Linked DNA regions of Xenopus tropicalis: region 2 is linked to region 1. Evidence: chromatin contacts called from public Hi-C data. All regions are on one chromosome and are shown on one strand. The core of a region is the stretch at or near the end of the contact, and the rest is flanking DNA. Distances in the headings are between cores, read along the strand shown.

Region 1 (3,981 bases), core at 1,400-3,899:
GTATTCTGTATGTTTTATTACACATTATACTTGTTAATAGTAATTCCAGCATAATTTGCTCATACATAAAGCTGAATTCTAGTGTCAAGTTATTCTATAACCCTGTGATTTGAAATGTGTAAACAACCCCTCCTAGGATTAGCCAATATAATCTTGTAGCACTTAAATTACTAGTAATAATCTCTGGGATTTCACATGGTTCATAGAAACTCTCAGCATCTTTAGATTAGTGGAAATCAAATCCTGAGCAATCATGCTTTCTCAGAATTGCTTTGTTTTTATTGTGCTACCAAATTCAGAATGGTTTGGTCCACTGACCAGGATGTGATTGGTTTCAGACAATGTTAAGGAAAGCATTACCCCAGCTCAGTTAACATGACTCAGTGCTTTTCTCCCACCCAGCAGGGAAGAATGATTAAAAAAAAAAAAAAAAAAAAAAAAAAACCTGTCCAATCAACATACTGATCATTTGTTCCAAAAAGCTGCTCCTAATTGATTTTGTGTTGAAAAGAGTATTGTGAACTGCAGTGATGCAGGACAGCCCCATGAGAAGGAATATTTACATTTTGCTGGCTTATTGGCTGGTTTAAGGCATAGGTATACTATGTTGTTGCCATTCACAATGCATACTGGTAATGTTACCCTTATCTAAGGTTTATTTCACTGCAGTGATTAAAGTGATTAACCTTTAGCAAATTTGTCCTACAGTTCAATAAAGAACAAAAAAGAAAACACCAACGGTCATGAGGGTGCCCATTGGCATGCTAGCACATATTTTGCATTCACCTACCAGCTCACAAGCATAGCCACTTTGTGTTCTAAACTAACAGCAGATACAAAACTGGCATTGAATCTCTGGCAGGCAAGGCAAAATTAAGAAATCCTTAACTCGGCAAATGATGCGTTAAGATCTGTTGCTCTTTTTGCTGGTTTGAACCTGCCCTCAGTAAATGAAATTCTTTTGTTTTTGTTCATGGTATCGTTTGAGCAAAAAACACTTATGGGACACCATGCCGTCCTCTGCTACAAACAGTAGTGGGAGCCATCTGGTAACCTTGTAAGGGGTTTTCTAGGTGTGTGTCTGATGCTTTTTCTTACGGTCAGTGAAATTCCTAGATGGACACTGACACCCTTGCAGGTTAGCCTTGTGGATTGTGTGTGTGGCAGTGCAGTATGACACTGTTCTTGCTGGTTTCAAATCATAAGACTGATAAATCAGTGCAACGTGGTGCATCTGAATGCAGTAAAACAGCTCTATATTGCTAGCTGTGTGTCGGATATGCATATGCTGTAGTGTAGCTAACGCTGCTAATCATTTAATTGGCTTTTACACAGCAGAACAGGACCTCCTATCTGCAACCCTTCATCTGTTCAGTTGCTTATCCCAGCATCCTCTGAAAGCATTCAGCTGTGATTGGTTACTAGAGGGTCTGACAGCACCATAGTAATGTTTGTGATAGTGCCATATATGTAATGAATAGGCTGATAAATGAGCTCCACAGAACCTTAGCTATGTAGTGTAGCTTTATAATTAATACTACTGCTTCAGGTCTCTCTATGGGGCTGTGCTTGGTTTACTTCAATTATTTAGAGGTGAACTCTACCAACCTAATATCACATATCCTATTTGCAACCCACACCTTGTATCACTTTCCTTCAAAACGTGCAGGGCTAGCTCTTTTTTTTGTACTAATATCAGTGTATGTGCTATGTTTATGCTAGGGCTGCTGCAAAGTAATGGCAGTAAATGAATATACGCATTACTCGCTAGGGCTGTGACTGTGGCAGCCGAATGTGCTTTGGCTCTACCAGCCAGGTGCCCTTTGCCACACGGTGCTGCTGGGTACCAGAGGGAGCGGATGGGCACAGGGGGCGCTGTGGGCTCACCTCTCCCGCAGGGTCGGGTGGAAGGACTGCCAGTTGCCGCTCTCAATGTTGTTGTTGTTGAGGTTGTGGAGTTGCGGCGGCGGCGGGGCAGCCTGCTGGAGCTGGAGGGCGTTCTTCTTGGCGTTGGCAGCGGCGTTACTGTTAGCGATATTGGTGTTTGCGCTGGCAGGGTAAAGCTCTGCAGCCATCTTCTTCTTGAGGGCCAAGGGCACTATCTCATAGCATGCTTGCACCTTGCCCTGTGCCCTGGCACTCTTTCTAGACTTCTTTAAGGTCTCTGGAAGCAGAAGAAAGAAAGTCAAACACTTCATGACCCTGCCATTAAGGCAGCCTGGGTCTAGTGGCATGGGCAAGGGGGCGGCTAGCAGCAGGTCCTCTGTGCGATGGCTTGGGCATCAGCCACCCGATGAGACAGTCTCCTAGAACTTGCCAAGCGATCTGAGTCCCGCACCGATAGATAGTCCATCACAGGGCAATAATGCGCCCAACCGAGGGAGGGCACTCCAAGGCCAGCGCTTACACTCCCAAGATGCTTCTCAAACCCCAAGACCCCAGTATCCAGCCCTGTCACGTCTCCTTATCCGCTGGCACGGTAATCCCACACAGCCCCTAGCAGTGGGCACGCCGGGCAATCACATCCTAGCGAGTAATGCGGGGCTGCGATTTGCCTCTCTGGGATGCACCAGCTGCTTCTGCTTTTGTGTTGCGGAGCATATGCCCAGCGTATCGCAGAGCGCCTCCTCCTCCTCTCAGTGCTGCTCTACGTGTACAGGGGCAAGGCTACAGCTCAAATAGGGAGCAGCCAGCCAGCGCGTCACGCCCGCCTCCGCCAATCAATGCGCGCAGCGCAGCCATTCACAGCAGCCTTTGCACCATCTACAGCCCCTGTCACACAGGGAGAGGGGAGCTGAAGGGGCAGCTAGATCACACAATATGTCATTCTTCCACTAGCCCGGTGCTTTCCGTGCTCTAGCAGCCCATAGGCATAGCAATTCTCCCCAGTAGAATAATGGAGGGGTGTACTCAGCTGCAACGTCATAGCCTTTAGGCACTGCGAGAGTTAAACCGCTTGCAAAGTCTTACCCGCTTTATGTATACATTCAGCTGGCATTGCCCATGGGCAGTCACATCCCGCTGAGTATTGCAATTTGCAGCACTCGTTAGCTCGCAGGGATGTTCCGACCTTCGCCCGTCCAGCTGTTGTGACACTACAACTCTCAACTCCCAGCGCAGCCTCAGGCTATATGAGGAGAGTGCTAGTTCTAGTCGTACAACAGCTGCAGAGCCTTGGGAGTCGCGTATGAGCTCCTGCTGCCTGTGCGCAGTGTTCCGTACCTTGCAGAGGGAACTCGGCGCATCGGGATCGACGGTGGGATGAGGAGATGGCAGTGAGGGGCAGTCCCAGGCACTCGCTCCCTTCCTTCTCTCCTCACTTCTTCTTGGGATGCGTCCTTCTCTGTGTCGGGCGCTAGGGGGCGCTTGCTCGGGAAGTTTTTTTTCCCGTCCGGATTCAAAACAATGATTTTCCACCAATGGAAAGAAGTTGTGTATCTCGTAGCACAAAGCAGAAAGACAATACGCGCCTTCCTATCCCCATGTCCCTTGTTCTTCGCCTGTTCTGTGTCTATCTCAGCCAGTATTGGCTGCTCTACTGCAAGCGTGTATAAACACATGTTATAGTGCAGTCAGATGGCTTGTAATAGCAAATAGAAACTTTTATTCAACATCTGCGTCGTTTAAGCTTTTTCGATGTAGTGGGCTTCTTATTTATTATATACTTTGTGCTGGGACCACATTATAATAAAGTGAAGCCATAGGATATCGTCAGTAGTGGCTTTTCGCAGAGTGTGCTCCTCAAATTGCATGATTCTCATTTATATTGTCATTTGTCCCCTGTGGCATTTTGTGATGAGTTAGGCCATAACGTAAGCAATGAAGTTAATCAGCTACAGATTTATTAAGGTTGGTGATGTGTGCATTTTGTATTTCCTGTCACTGGCTATTTCTTTAGAAAAGTTCCTTTTGTGGCACAGATCACAGAATCTGTTACACTGGTACTCAGGTAAAGAGAGCCAGTACTTCAGAACCTATAAG
Region 2 (3,767 bases), core at 564-3,063, 59 kb before region 1:
TAGTAGGAGTCGGTTCATTTTTTTCCGACTCCAGGTACCCAAAATTGCCTCCGACTCCTCAACTCCGACTCCACAGCCCTGTTACTGACAATATTAATGTATCGGTCAGTGTAACACCATAGCAGAAACTTCTAGAAACTGGGGTCCCTCAGAGATCACCTGACAAGCAATAATGCAGCTCTAACTGTAACAGGAAGTAGTGTGGGAGTAAAAGGCAGAACTCTGTCCATTAATTTGCTTATGCGACCTAACATGTATGTGTGTCCTTGGTTTGTTTGTGTGGATTGTTGATAGTATGATCCCTAGGGGTGGCCCATACTTTAAATAGCCATTTTCTATTTAGGATTACTTAATTGCACATACTACTAAAAAAATATATTTTTATGAAAATGGTTTATTTAGATAAAACAGGGATTTACATATGAACTTGTTTATGCAATATATTTTTATAGAGACCTACATTGTTCGGGATATAGTCTTTCTTTAAAATATTGTATGATTTGTCTATTGGCCTGGGCAGCGATATCATCTTCCTCCGTACTCCAGATAGTGGTAGGCTCCTTTAGTCATTCTCCAAAAATGAGCCCAACCTTACTTCAGCAATCATTTTAATATGTTTTTACAGATGTATAACGGGCATTGGATGTTTAGGCCCTGTACTTCCTATACCAGCTTTTTAGCTAGCTTGGCATGGAGTGGTTTGGCAGTAGTGGCTTTGTTAAGGATTTGCCCAGTAAAGTATTACAATGTGAATTGACTGAATTTAAAGTATTATAAACCTCCAATTTTACATTAGCTGGATGAATAGGACTTGTGCTGATCATACTTTTTTTGCCTTTTATTTTAATGAACAAATATCTGTTTTTGTTGTTATTTCTGAAGTTAAACAAGAAATTGAAACCAGATTGTAAAGTAATTTCCTGGTCCCAAAAAGCAAACTGAAAAAACTAATTACAAGTCCACTGAGAAGCCCTTAATAATGAGCAGTTTAAAGGCTTGGCTTAGGCTTTGTTTTTTCATAGGTAGATTTATAATGGCAAAAATTTGTAATATACAGATTTTTTTGTATATTAACACAAATCCTATGTATTGTGCTCAATTTTAGCATCAGTGTTTTTAGATGTATACTGTGCCTTTAATCATAGATTTACAGAAATCCAGCCATCAGTGGAGCACACAGACTATAATGGATACCTGAATGGTCTGGCAAAATTACTCCCAACTAGGAATGAATGCACAAAATCTATAATTTTTGCATTTGACTGAATATAGTCCTTCCCAAAAGTTTTAGCCATGAACCCCTATTTGCATACTCAAATGTTATACTCTCATTTGTGAACAATATTCTCTAGTTCTGTTGTCCTAAATTTATAAAGAAGGCACATGATTTTATGGGTTCAGAGTTGGTTCTTCTGAACAGTTGGTATTAGCCTTTGTTCAAATCTTGCTAATAGAGCTGGGAGTTGGCTGACTACTGGGGCACATTGTGTGGGTTATTCTTGTATTCTCCACTTTGTGCCATGGGGCACTGGAAATTGCAGTTCTAAAACAGAAGGCACAAGACCGAAAAAAAAGTTTTCAACACAAGCATACACCTAAATAAATGATCACATTCTAAAATTTACAAATGTCTCTTAATAGAAAGGGACTAATGTTGCAGAGCTTATGCCAGACCTAGTAGCCCATAGCAACCAATTAGGTGACATTTATTGTTCAGATTCAAGCATTGGAAAGCATGCTGTGGGTTACAGTGTGGGAACAGTACAAATACAAACCCATTGTATTGTACACCGCCATTGTCTTCTTCACAGCTTATCTGTTATCTGCTATGTAAACCTGTGCCTTTTTACCCTGCTCAACCCTGTTTAACCCTTATGTTTGCATCAGGAACACTACTAGTTAAATAGCCATGGGGCAGCCCTTCATTTAACTATAGTACCTGTAGTGCCTCTGATGCAAATATAAGGGTGAAACAGGGTTCATTGTAAAAAAAGAAATTTGAGTTAATGTTCATTTAAAGGGGCACTACTGTGACAAAAATTAATGTAAGCTGTCTAAATGGAAACTAAAATAAAGAGAGAGCAAGATAGCTTTAAGGGGAACAGTGAAGAAGTTTTCATTATTTCAGTATATCATTTTTTAATATAATTTAAGTTTCCTATTTCCATGACATGAAGCTCAATTTTAATTGGGACAATAATCCCCCTCTAAATTATCTTTTCTCCATTGGTACGATATTAAGCTAATTCGGATCTAATTAAAATGACAGGTATAGGTGACGTCGATTAGGGGACCACATCAGCGAGCTGGTCTGACAGAAAAATCGAACCTGCCCAATCGGGATCTGGCCGATTTCAGACCAGATGTTGATCAGGGGGGGCCGTCATTGGTGCCCATACATGGGCAGATAAGCTGCCGAATCTGTCTAAAGGATCGATATTGGCAGCTAAAATCGTCCGTGTATGGCCACCTTTAGACTTTCTGTATTATGTGCTGCATTAATCAGTACTACTTACTAAACTGGTTTATATAATATTCTCATTCCTATAGGACTGACTTGTTTTTGTGAATTTGTTTTTTGTGCTTTTACATACAAAGAGTAGACATAACATTATTATCCCATATAACTTGCCTGTGCTTTCTGTCTCATGCACTATAAGATGTGTACTGTAGGTGGCACTGTTTTGTTACTTTTGTTTTTGTCAACAAACACAAGGCAGTAGGTGTAACTGGATAAATCCTTTGTGCTGGTGTCATTTGACAGAGAGATTATTCAGTTTAGTCCACTTCTCAATCTTCTTATGTTTAATACATCATTTTCAATAATAAATATGTCAAAAGTCTATTTTACAGCTTGTGGTGTCTATGAGTGCATTGTTATGGTCATACATTTGATCATTCTATGAAGAAAAAGTGGAGAATTATTTGATTTTTAATGGTTTGCTTTTTCAGTTATTCCAAGTTTTTTTTACATAAATATTTTCATCCCATGTACTTTAAAACAGTCTCTGGTTTTCTTGATAAATGCTATTGGCTAACTTGTTAGACCTATATAATAGTGCCTGTTTGATACAGTGTTTTCTGCATGATGAACTGCTATAAAGTTGGTACCTGAGGCATGATCACTTACAGACAGTAGAGGAATAAAGCCAATCTTGAGAAATACATTCCTACATGAAAGCCATTAAGTACACTTAATTTGGTTGAAATAAAAATGGCTACGTTTTGATTATTATTTCTGTTTTTTTTTTTGTCAGGTTCTGGTAAAACTCCATCACTGGGAGAAGGATTTTACACCAGCGTGGGAAAGGAGTCCCGTGCACAAACTCTACAGAATGGTATGAACACACTTAGAATTTCTATGTGAAAGTGTCAGAGGTATCCTTTTGAGCTGGCTAGCTGTACCTGAACTGCAAGTAAGACAGAACACATTGGAACATTTAGCTTTTGAATGTTATGAAACCAGTGGTGTATTTTCACAGAAGTTCTTTTTTCAGAAAATTTTTGTACAAATTCCTGTATACAATATCACCCGCTACCCCTGATTTCATACCTGGTGTCTCTGTCAGTATTTATAGTGGTGGCTTGTTGTGATTTAAAGGGTAATAATATCACCCTTTTTACATATTGTTTTTTATACACATGTAAATTATATTAGTATAGCAAAGCAAAGTACCTCAATCAAATAGAAATTTGTGCAAACAAGTGATTTATTGAGAAATATTCAACATTTCAAGTACTAATGTAATTTTCTTGTTGGTCCCTGA

The links. Hi-C and Micro-C count contacts between places; a contact is called where the count stands out from the background.
Region 2: a contact with region 1 is called in a Hi-C map of neurula embryo, with 2.1 times the contacts expected there. The contact joins the enhancer-like site here to the promoter of btbd6 in region 1. A contact is called at or near these places in 3 of 5 Hi-C or Micro-C datasets (brain, neurula embryo and tailbud embryo).

The regions. Positions count from the first base shown.
Region 1 is chr8:100,782,529-100,786,509 of UCB_Xtro_10.0, reverse strand. It overlaps btbd6 (BTB (POZ) domain containing 6), which reads right to left and starts at 2,649. Exons shown (of 4, transcript NM_001078842.3): 1 at 1,888-2,649. The coding sequence starts at 2,234. All of the region lies in intron 5 of brf1 (BRF1, RNA polymerase III transcription initiation factor 90 kDa subunit), which reads left to right.
Region 2 is chr8:100,840,882-100,844,648 of UCB_Xtro_10.0, reverse strand. brf1 (BRF1, RNA polymerase III transcription initiation factor 90 kDa subunit) reads left to right here. Exons shown (of 18, transcript NM_001195621.1): 2 at 3,258-3,338. Among named protein-coding and RNA genes, the nearest start is that of brf1, 11 kb to the left of the region's middle. Within about 2 kb of position 1,813, at least 1 of the 11 cell types and tissues checked has an H3K27ac peak or open chromatin away from gene starts, as enhancers often do. A contact at or near this core is called in neurula embryo, where this site is marked.